3 separate regions of the Drosophila melanogaster genome follow, and all the other regions are linked to region 3. A link is a contact called in public Hi-C data. All regions are on one chromosome and are shown on one strand. The core of a region is the stretch at or near the end of the contact, and the rest is flanking DNA. Distances in the headings are between cores, read along the strand shown. Region 1 holds the start of dah (discontinuous actin hexagon). Region 2 holds the start of CG9164. Region 3 holds the start of Scamp (scamp,).

The links. A called contact is a pair of places that touch in the nucleus more often than the background predicts.
Region 1: a contact with region 3 is called in a Hi-C map of the Kc167 cell line, with 3 times the contacts expected there. The contact joins the promoter of dah here to the promoter of Scamp in region 3. A contact is called at or near these places in 1 of 1 datasets of contacts at CTCF or cohesin (the Kc167 cell line), 41 of 107 Hi-C or Micro-C datasets (the D17-c3 cell line, the Kc167 cell line, the ML-DmBG3-c2 cell line and 15 more) and 2 of 6 datasets of contacts at active chromatin or transcription factors (both in the Kc167 cell line).
Region 2: a contact with region 3 is called in a Hi-C map of the Kc167 cell line, with 4 times the contacts expected there. The contact joins the promoter of CG9164 here to the promoter of Scamp in region 3. A contact is called at or near these places in 36 of 107 Hi-C or Micro-C datasets (the Clone 8 cell line, the Kc167 cell line, the ML-DmBG3-c2 cell line and 11 more) and 1 of 6 datasets of contacts at active chromatin or transcription factors (the Kc167 cell line).

The regions. Positions count from the first base shown.
Region 1 is chrX:15,326,982-15,329,681 of dm6, forward strand. dah (discontinuous actin hexagon) reads left to right here and starts at 1,361. Exons shown (of 6, transcript NM_078607.3): 1 at 1,361-1,691; 2 at 1,755-1,971; 3 at 2,029-2,700. The coding sequence starts at 1,463. It overlaps Top1 (Topoisomerase 1), which reads left to right. Exons shown (of 8, transcript NM_001014742.2): 8 at 1-1,048.
Region 2 is chrX:15,384,023-15,386,722 of dm6, forward strand. CG9164 reads right to left here and starts at 1,419. Exons shown (of 5, transcript NM_167440.3): 1 at 889-1,419. It overlaps Cngl (Cyclic nucleotide-gated ion channel-like), which reads right to left. Exons shown (of 20, transcript NM_167441.5): 20 at 2,016-2,700.
Region 3 is chrX:15,448,565-15,451,264 of dm6, forward strand. It overlaps Scamp (scamp,), which reads right to left and starts at 1,319. Exons shown (of 5, transcript NM_167442.2): 1 at 1,141-1,319; 2 at 295-944; 3 at 1-16. The coding sequence starts at 1,203. The coding sequence ends at 669. It overlaps Ahcy (Adenosylhomocysteinase), which reads left to right and starts at 1,697. Exons shown (of 3, transcript NM_001298339.1): 1 at 1,697-1,851; 2 at 2,103-2,293. The coding sequence starts at 1,827.

The sequences.
Region 1 (2,700 bases), core at 111-2,610, 120 kb before region 3:
TAGCATAATTTATTCAATTCAACTCTGAAGCAGCGCTATTTGTCGACCGACCGCCCCCGAAAATGAAGAACAAAGCCACATTGGATGGATCTCGATGTGGTTTCGCTTTGATTTCGTACCTTATGATCATTTTAGTTAACATTTCGAAATATACAAATGCTAAATTGATTTGCAGACAGACCCTTAACTTTCTATACTCTAAGCAGACAGGTTTCAAGTTCTCAACCGCAAACCAAGCCGCCATCACACTGAAAACCAATTGCAGATACAAATCAAACGAGCAATTCAAATAACTCGATGAACCAAAACAGAAACACAGCCAGCAAACCAGTCGCAGCGAAAGAAAGAACTTTAATCTGAAAGAAAGGAACTTTATACATATAGAATCTATAGAAGTATGTGCAATTAAGTGAGCTAAAACTATACCTTAAACCTTGTAAAAATCGAGCCTTCACTTGAATCCTTCAGTCGACGAGAGCAGTGGATTCAGGTGGAGTTAGGAACATCCCCAACATCCATGTGCCCCAATCCCATCAGCTACGATTATGGCCGTACTTTTAACTAAGCAAATCGATGGAAATTTATATCTCGCCTCACGCCCCCCCTAGCATAAATGGCAAACGCGCATTGCAAATGAAGAGCGAACGATCTTTATATACATACATATAAACACACACACACACACGCCCAAACACATATTATAATTAGTGATTGATATAATGTGAACGCAAACATCTGTGTGCGTTTGTCGTGGATTCGCATACGGAAGCGGGAGAATGCTTTTAAAAGGCAAAAAAAAAAGTTAAATAAACTAATTACGAACCCTTCTTCGAACGCCCAGCCCCGCCCCGCCCCGCCACAACACTCACATATAAACTTGGCATATTATAATATTGATATAAGCAAACAAAAAACAACAAGCGAAATGATAAGAAACCCACTATTTTAAATCGAAAGCAAAGTAAATGAAAAACAAAATAGCATAAGTGAATGTAATTGCAATGGAATGATGCAAATATACATAAAATATATATTTAATTTTAAAATCTATGTGACACTCTTTCCATTTCCTCGTTTTGGGTAATTATTCGCATTCAAAAGAAGGGTTTTTAAATAACTTTGTTTTGTTTTTGAAATTGGGAAAATACTATGGTGAACCCAAGTTGTTCAGTTTACATTTCCCGTTGCTCAAACTTATTTACCAATTATTATATCATGGTCAAATATTCTTAGAACGAACGGATGACTTAATTAATGATAATAATAATTTTGAATCAAATTTAAAGCGCTAACGGTTCGGCGAAGTGATATCGATAACACGCGCGGCGTTGCCACCTCACGCCACACAATTTGACTTTTGCGCTAACGGAAGAGGAAGAGATCGCGAGAAACGACGCGTTTAAAAGAGACTGAAATTAATTCGAGAATCAAGGGAAATATATAACAATAAACGCCTGACAAAATGCTGAGATCGTCGGTGCCCGTGCAGCTGACAAAACTGCGAAATAGCGCCGAGGCCGTGGCGTCCATTGCCCGCGAAAAGGGATCCCAAGGTGGCCAAGGACAAAAGCAACAGGTGGACAAAGAGCTATCCACCATCATGGATGACTTGCAGCGGGATTACGGGAATTACAAGTACACGGTATACCGGTGCGCCAGTAAATTTGTGGCGCTGCAAAAGATATTTCACAGTGAGTCAGTCGCGTAGGTGGTCCATTCGAAGGAGTCCCCAAGGATTAACCTTCAAATTGCAGCTGGAAAAATCCCCTACAAGCTGGTTTTGGCCATTTTGGATCGCCATAACTTGAGTGGTGGCCTGGAACTGATGGTTCCTCCATTCCAGTTGACCTCCCTGCTGCACGATGTATACTTTGCCTGCGAGAAACTAGGCCATTTCAACCAGGATGCGAACTATAAACTGGACAGGGCAACCGGGCTGTTGGCCAACTTCTTCTGGAATGTCTACGATCCGTGGGTTGAGTTTCTGGCATCTTAAGAATATGTCTGATATTTGATTGGTTTCGCTAGGCAACGCAGACACTCCATATCCCTGTTAGAGATCAGGATCACCTTCATACTGCTGTGCAAGCTATATAGCAGCGATCACCTGGTGGGCGACATCTTTGGCCTGCTGGCCGATCCCAAGTCGCAGATCATCTCCAGATATGCATTCGAACAGCTCCTAGCCACGCTGAGCAAGTTACTCAGCTATTTGGGCGAGGCCAAGGCCTATGGCGTCCACAATCTTCCGTTGGCTATGGAGCAGTGCTTTGCCCGCTGTCCGCATGGCGTTGGTGGACTGACCGAGCCGCAGTTCCACAAACTCTGGACGGGAGCGGGTGTCCAGACGAGATTCCTGATCTATGGCAATCTGCTGGCACTGGTGAAACGCATCGAGGACACCGAGCATTTGATTCACAGTAATTCTTGTGCCGGCTGCCGCAAGGAGCACATTGTGGGCATACGTTTCCGGTGTCAGGTGTGTAGGGATATATCGTTGTGCCTGCCCTGCTTTGCAGTGGGCTTCGCTGGTGGTCGCCACGAGCCGGGTCATCGGATGTGCGAGGTCTTCGTGGAGGATCAGCCGCCATTGCGTTGGACCCGCCACCTGGCCAGGCTGTGCGGCTGGCTGGTGATGCCGCGCAAAACACAGGAGGAGGAGCGTCGCGGCTTCTGTAATGCGCAGGAGAGTGGGCCCGC
Region 2 (2,700 bases), core at 169-2,668, 64 kb before region 3:
AAGGAGAGCGGCATAAAAAATAGGAAAGCTGAACGTGCACTGCGAGAAATTAGCGAGAGTGTAATTTCCATAGATTTTTCTGGCTAGCGCTTATGTACAAGTGATCAGGAATAGCTAATATAAGAAACAAAAAATTAGCTAGCTAATATGTTATTAATCATATATAATAGGTTTTATGTAGTTTTAGAACTACCATTCAGTTTTTATCACAAAATATGCAATGAGTTTGATGATTTTGATGATTTTATATTTTTTTCAGTGCATGCTAGAGACTATATAATGAAATGGCTCGGCGGCCGCAAAAGGGAAATAGAGAGATATCATAAAAAATGAGCACCACCAGCTTCGCGGCACCGATGTGCGGCGGTCAGAAGGGGTTGGCTGGCAATAATTTGATTGTTTTGCGGCATAAATCAGACAAAAGCCAAGCACATTAGCGCAGCCAACATAATGGGAGGAAATACAAAAAAAAAAAAAGGAAAAAACCCAGAGAACCCAAAACTCGGAAACAACGTTGGCATCGCAGGTGGAATCGGTGGCCCAGCCCACAGGTTTACATAATGCTTGCAAGAGCGGTTACCGAGCCCCCAAACGAATGTGGAAGGGGCAGTTCACCCAATGAATATGCATTTTGATTGCTAGACCAAAGCCAAACAAATGTGCAGAATAATCAAAAATAAACACAGCAATGGGGCAATGTGCGATGAAACAATGCATGCGATCAAATAAACAATGTTCTTGCGGCGAAAGAAATCGAATCGCTTATAGTACATTTCGCATATTTCTCATTTTTCAGAACCATTCGTTTGAATGTAAACAAATCATTTGCTGCGTTTGCTCAACAAATGTATAAATGTACATACATATGTATATGTAAGTTGTACTCACCGATACCGATTCCGGATCCTTGTCCCCCCTTTTACGCCGCTCACAACCACCCACCAACCGACCAACCGAACAGCGACAAACACGCCCAGAATTCGCAGCTACATGTCAAGCGAGAAATTCGCAATCACAATCGCAATTCAGGGAACTGCTGATAAGAATGGGGCAATCACAAGGCTCCAATTCGCGGCGATTCACTGTTTAAAAACGGCAAGAACACATTGGATACTAACAATAACACACACGCACACTTGCGCACACACTGGCAACAAAAAAAAAAATCACTGTGAAAAAAATAAACAAATCCGGTGGCAGGCAGCAGCAGCAGCAACAACAATCGCCAACACAGGGCCAAACAAACAAAAAACGGCAGCAAAACAAATGTGAACTATTTATTTGTGCCACTCGGCCCACACGTCGTATGCGCAATGCTTGGGTTCGCACTCGTTGGGTGTTGTGCGCTGTGTGCTCCGTGTGCTCCGTGTGTCCGAGAATTTCTGTTCGGCTCGGAGGAAGTGGAATCCACACGGTACAACCAGCAGCAGCAGAAGCAGCAGCGGTAGCAGCAGCAGAAGAAGAAGCGGCATCAGCATCGCACTGGGGGATGATTGAAAGCTTTTTTTATTGGATGGCGTTGCCACTGAAGCGGAAAAGCTCCAATAGTAACCCCTTTTTTTCAGCAGCTGGGCATGATTTGGGGTCTTTTTGAGGGCTCTGCGCCGGCGCCGATCTCAAATGAAGTTTCCAGAAATGCTCAGTAGGTGGCCATTGCCACAGTAACCCCCTTGAGGCAATATTTATTGATTAAATTTGCATTTATCGATTATGATGTATCGTATTTGAAAGAGGCTATTTGATTCTTGTATTACAATAAGCTAATATTCTTTTAAAATATAACCAAACAGCTGGGCAACACCTAAGCGGCTTTTTAACTTTGCGCAGGCGCCTATCTCTTTCATAGTTTCCATAAGTGCCCAATAGGTGGCTGATGATAGAGTTACCCATATAAAGTAAGCTTTATTGATTATATTTGCATTAGTCGTTAGCAATTGAAATGTTTTAAAATAAACTAAATATTATAATAGTTTTGAATACCGCCCATCCAAATAAAATTATTCCGTAGTTTTTTTACATTTTCTTCTTTTATTCAAATAAGTTCTGCTTGCCTCGATTTCTCATTCATATTTCACCTTGCCTGCTGGGGGGTTTAGCTTCACTTGCATCGGTTTTTCGTGGTTTCATTTAGTGTTCGAATTTGGGATTCGTGTTATTTTGCAGCAACATCATACCTTGTGGTGAGTAAAAGCTGATATGATGTAGATTTGGCACACTACAAAGTAACTCGCAACCGAAGGCAAGTTTGTTGTCATATTCGTTTGTATTCACTTTTATTTGCGCTTCTTTAACATGTGCTAATTTCTCTGTTTGTTTTCATTTTTGCTTTGGTTTAGTTCTCATTTAGTTTAGTTTAAATTATTTTTTGCGTATAATTTCACTATAAGTACATTTTCTTTAGTATTCGGTCAACATTGCGAAATTAGCAATTAGGAGGAAAAAAAATGTATTTATACATTTATATTGGAATTTACTCTAGACTCGTGGGACTTATTATGCGCTACCTTAAACTAATGTACAAAAATATCGGTAACTTAAATACGAGCAATTTAAAATTTAAAATCAACAACGACAACAATTCGCGGTATTCAATGCAATATAGTACAATACAGAGTAGGTCAAAATCGGTCATCTGGCATATCTTCAGTTAAAAACAATCGATTAAAAATGATCCATATACATAATTGACTCACAGAGTTT
Region 3 (2,700 bases), core at 69-2,568:
ACTCCTCCTGCCGGCGCTGGATACAATGAAAATCATATGATTATCGACTGTTTTATATATACATTTTGTATGACTTAATAAATTGGCCGTATATGGTAAATACTTTAAATCTTATTCATTTACATATTTGGGAAAACAAAGGCGAAATTCAATGATAGGAATTCACATCCAAATCTTGAGTTTGTTAAACTTCTATCTTAACCTCAGGCATTTGGCCTATCTATAGGAAATATTCTGTACAAGAATAAAGTGCAAACTTAAGCCTCCAAATCATATGTATTTAGATCTACTAACTAGTATTTCTTGAATTATTGTGTAGGGCCGAAGAAGCCAAGTAAATCAAGAGAAACCGCAGTTTGCACAGTGAAGACTCGGCGCGGCAGCCGCTTCTAGTCTCAACCAGATAAATGCTCCAAAGCGGATATATCGTTGGCAGATCGAGATAAGCCCGCTTATCTTTCTGACTCTTGATGGAGAGTAAAATGTGATATGCCTGCCCTAATCCCGGCACTCTAGCAAAGTGATTACTGTACAGACTTTTAGGGCAAACTTTTAGTGTAACTGTGTGGTGTGGTCCATTTCGATTGTTTCCGAGTATTTGGATGTACATATGCGGTTTTTGGAGTATTGCGGATGTGGCCATGCCGGCACAGCACACCGCAGAGTGCTCACTGTTGTGTGGGCGGTAACGCGAGACGACCGGCCAAGTGGGTTACCTGCAGCTCCTCCGAGGTGATCTGTATGCTGGTGCTAGGCGCCGAGGCGCCCAGGGAACTGGTCTGCGGGGGCGGAATGTTCTGCGATAGCGGCTGGACCACCGCCGCCGTGTTCGTTGAGTTGATCTGCAGCTGCGGCTTGGCCTGCTCCTCGAATGGATTGTAATCCTCAAGAGAGACAAGGGCGGCGCCGCTCTGGAGTCGTCGTGCCTGCTGGATGGCGGGGTCCTGCGGGGGAAAACCGGGAAATCCCAATCAGAAACCAATTCATTCAACATATGTGACGAATGCACCCAACACACACACACACTACACTCACAGGCACGCACACCAACACCCCACCTTTGCGTACGTGTGCGTGTGTGTGCGATGGGTTTTTTCTTCGGCTTCCGCGCTCTCTCTCCTAGCTCTTCTATCGCCTCACCGCAAACGGATTGTCCAGATTGGGCTCCCCGAAGGGATTCTCGTCGAGACCGGAGCCGGACATGGGAATTCTACTTTGGATACGGCTGTTCAATGACCAGAAAAACGCACTGACTCGCACTTTGCTTTTCGCTGTGTATATTTTCCCTAAGACTCTGCTCAGTTATCGATGTCGGTTTTAGTGATGGTTCAGCATCGATAAGCTTTCGTTGGGAATCAAAGTGTAGGCCTCAAATATCGAAAGAATTACTTTAAAGAATTAATGTTATTTGAATTACATATTAAATTCATTTTGGCAGAAAAACTTATTATTTAACACATTTAACATTAATCTAGAATTCTGAAAAATGTGAATAACTGGTATACAATGGTCTGATTTTTTAGGACCTATTAATACATTTTATTAAAATGATAGCAAAAAGAAAAGATTCTATATACAATTGGATGTAAACCAGCAGTTATCATATGAATTTTAAATTTAAATGGCAACAATCGTGCCAATCGGAACTGCTCCAGCTGAACCAGCTGCGTGGAACCAGTTCCCATCCCTGGGGCCGCCATTCCGCAATTGGAATTCTAGTGTCTTGGGTTGCGATTCGATTCATTTACCGCTGCCCGCGTCTCCAATTCGGTTGTGTGCGATTCTGTCTGCTCCGCATCCAAGTCAAACATCCAATCCTTGCAAGAATGTCGAAGCCCAGCTACAAAGTCGGTGAGTTGCGTTATAAATAAACCCAAACGGATGGCAAACTCTCGAATCGAATCTCCGGCCGGCAACAGGCGACATGTGCGGGTGAATTGCATCTATTCATGAGCACATGTTTCTGAGGTTAAAAGAGAGACAAAACAGAGGAGAGCACGTTGTTGCTGGGGCAAAAAACGTAGAAATTCAGACCGTATGGTGTATAAATCAACAGTGCCTGCTTATCTGACCCTATCTCCCTTTTATATCCCACTCGACAGCCGATATCAGTCTGGCGGAATGGGGACGCAAGGCGATCATTATTGCGGAGAACGAGATGCCCGGTCTGATGGCCTGCAGGAAGAAGTACGGCCCATCTAAGCCCCTCAAGGGCGCCCGCATCACCGGCTGCCTGCACATGACCGTCCAGACCGCCGTGCTCATCGAGACCCTCGTCGAACTGGGCGCTCAGGTGGGTTCAGTGCCTCTTTGGCGCTCTAAATGATTTTATGCATCGTACCACCATTCGAATTGTATGCCCAACTGTAGGTCTGAACAGTCGGGATAATACACAAAGATAGCATCATTTCAATACTAAAAACCATTTCAAAAACCATAAAACCGACCAAAATTCCGTAAGGAAATTGTAAATTAGGTAGAAAGATAGGTATCTCCAAGCATTGTCCAAGGGCTGGTCCCTTATCACCTTTGGTTTACGCACCAATTTGAATAACAAAACTTTCGTTTAACAGCAGGGGGGCAAGTTCAAGGCGCCCAAGATAAGACCTCCAGATTGTTATTTCCTCTGACGCAGCACCATCTGCTTCAATCCTCGCACATGGCAACTATTTTCTGCCAAATGCTGATGTCCTGAAATAC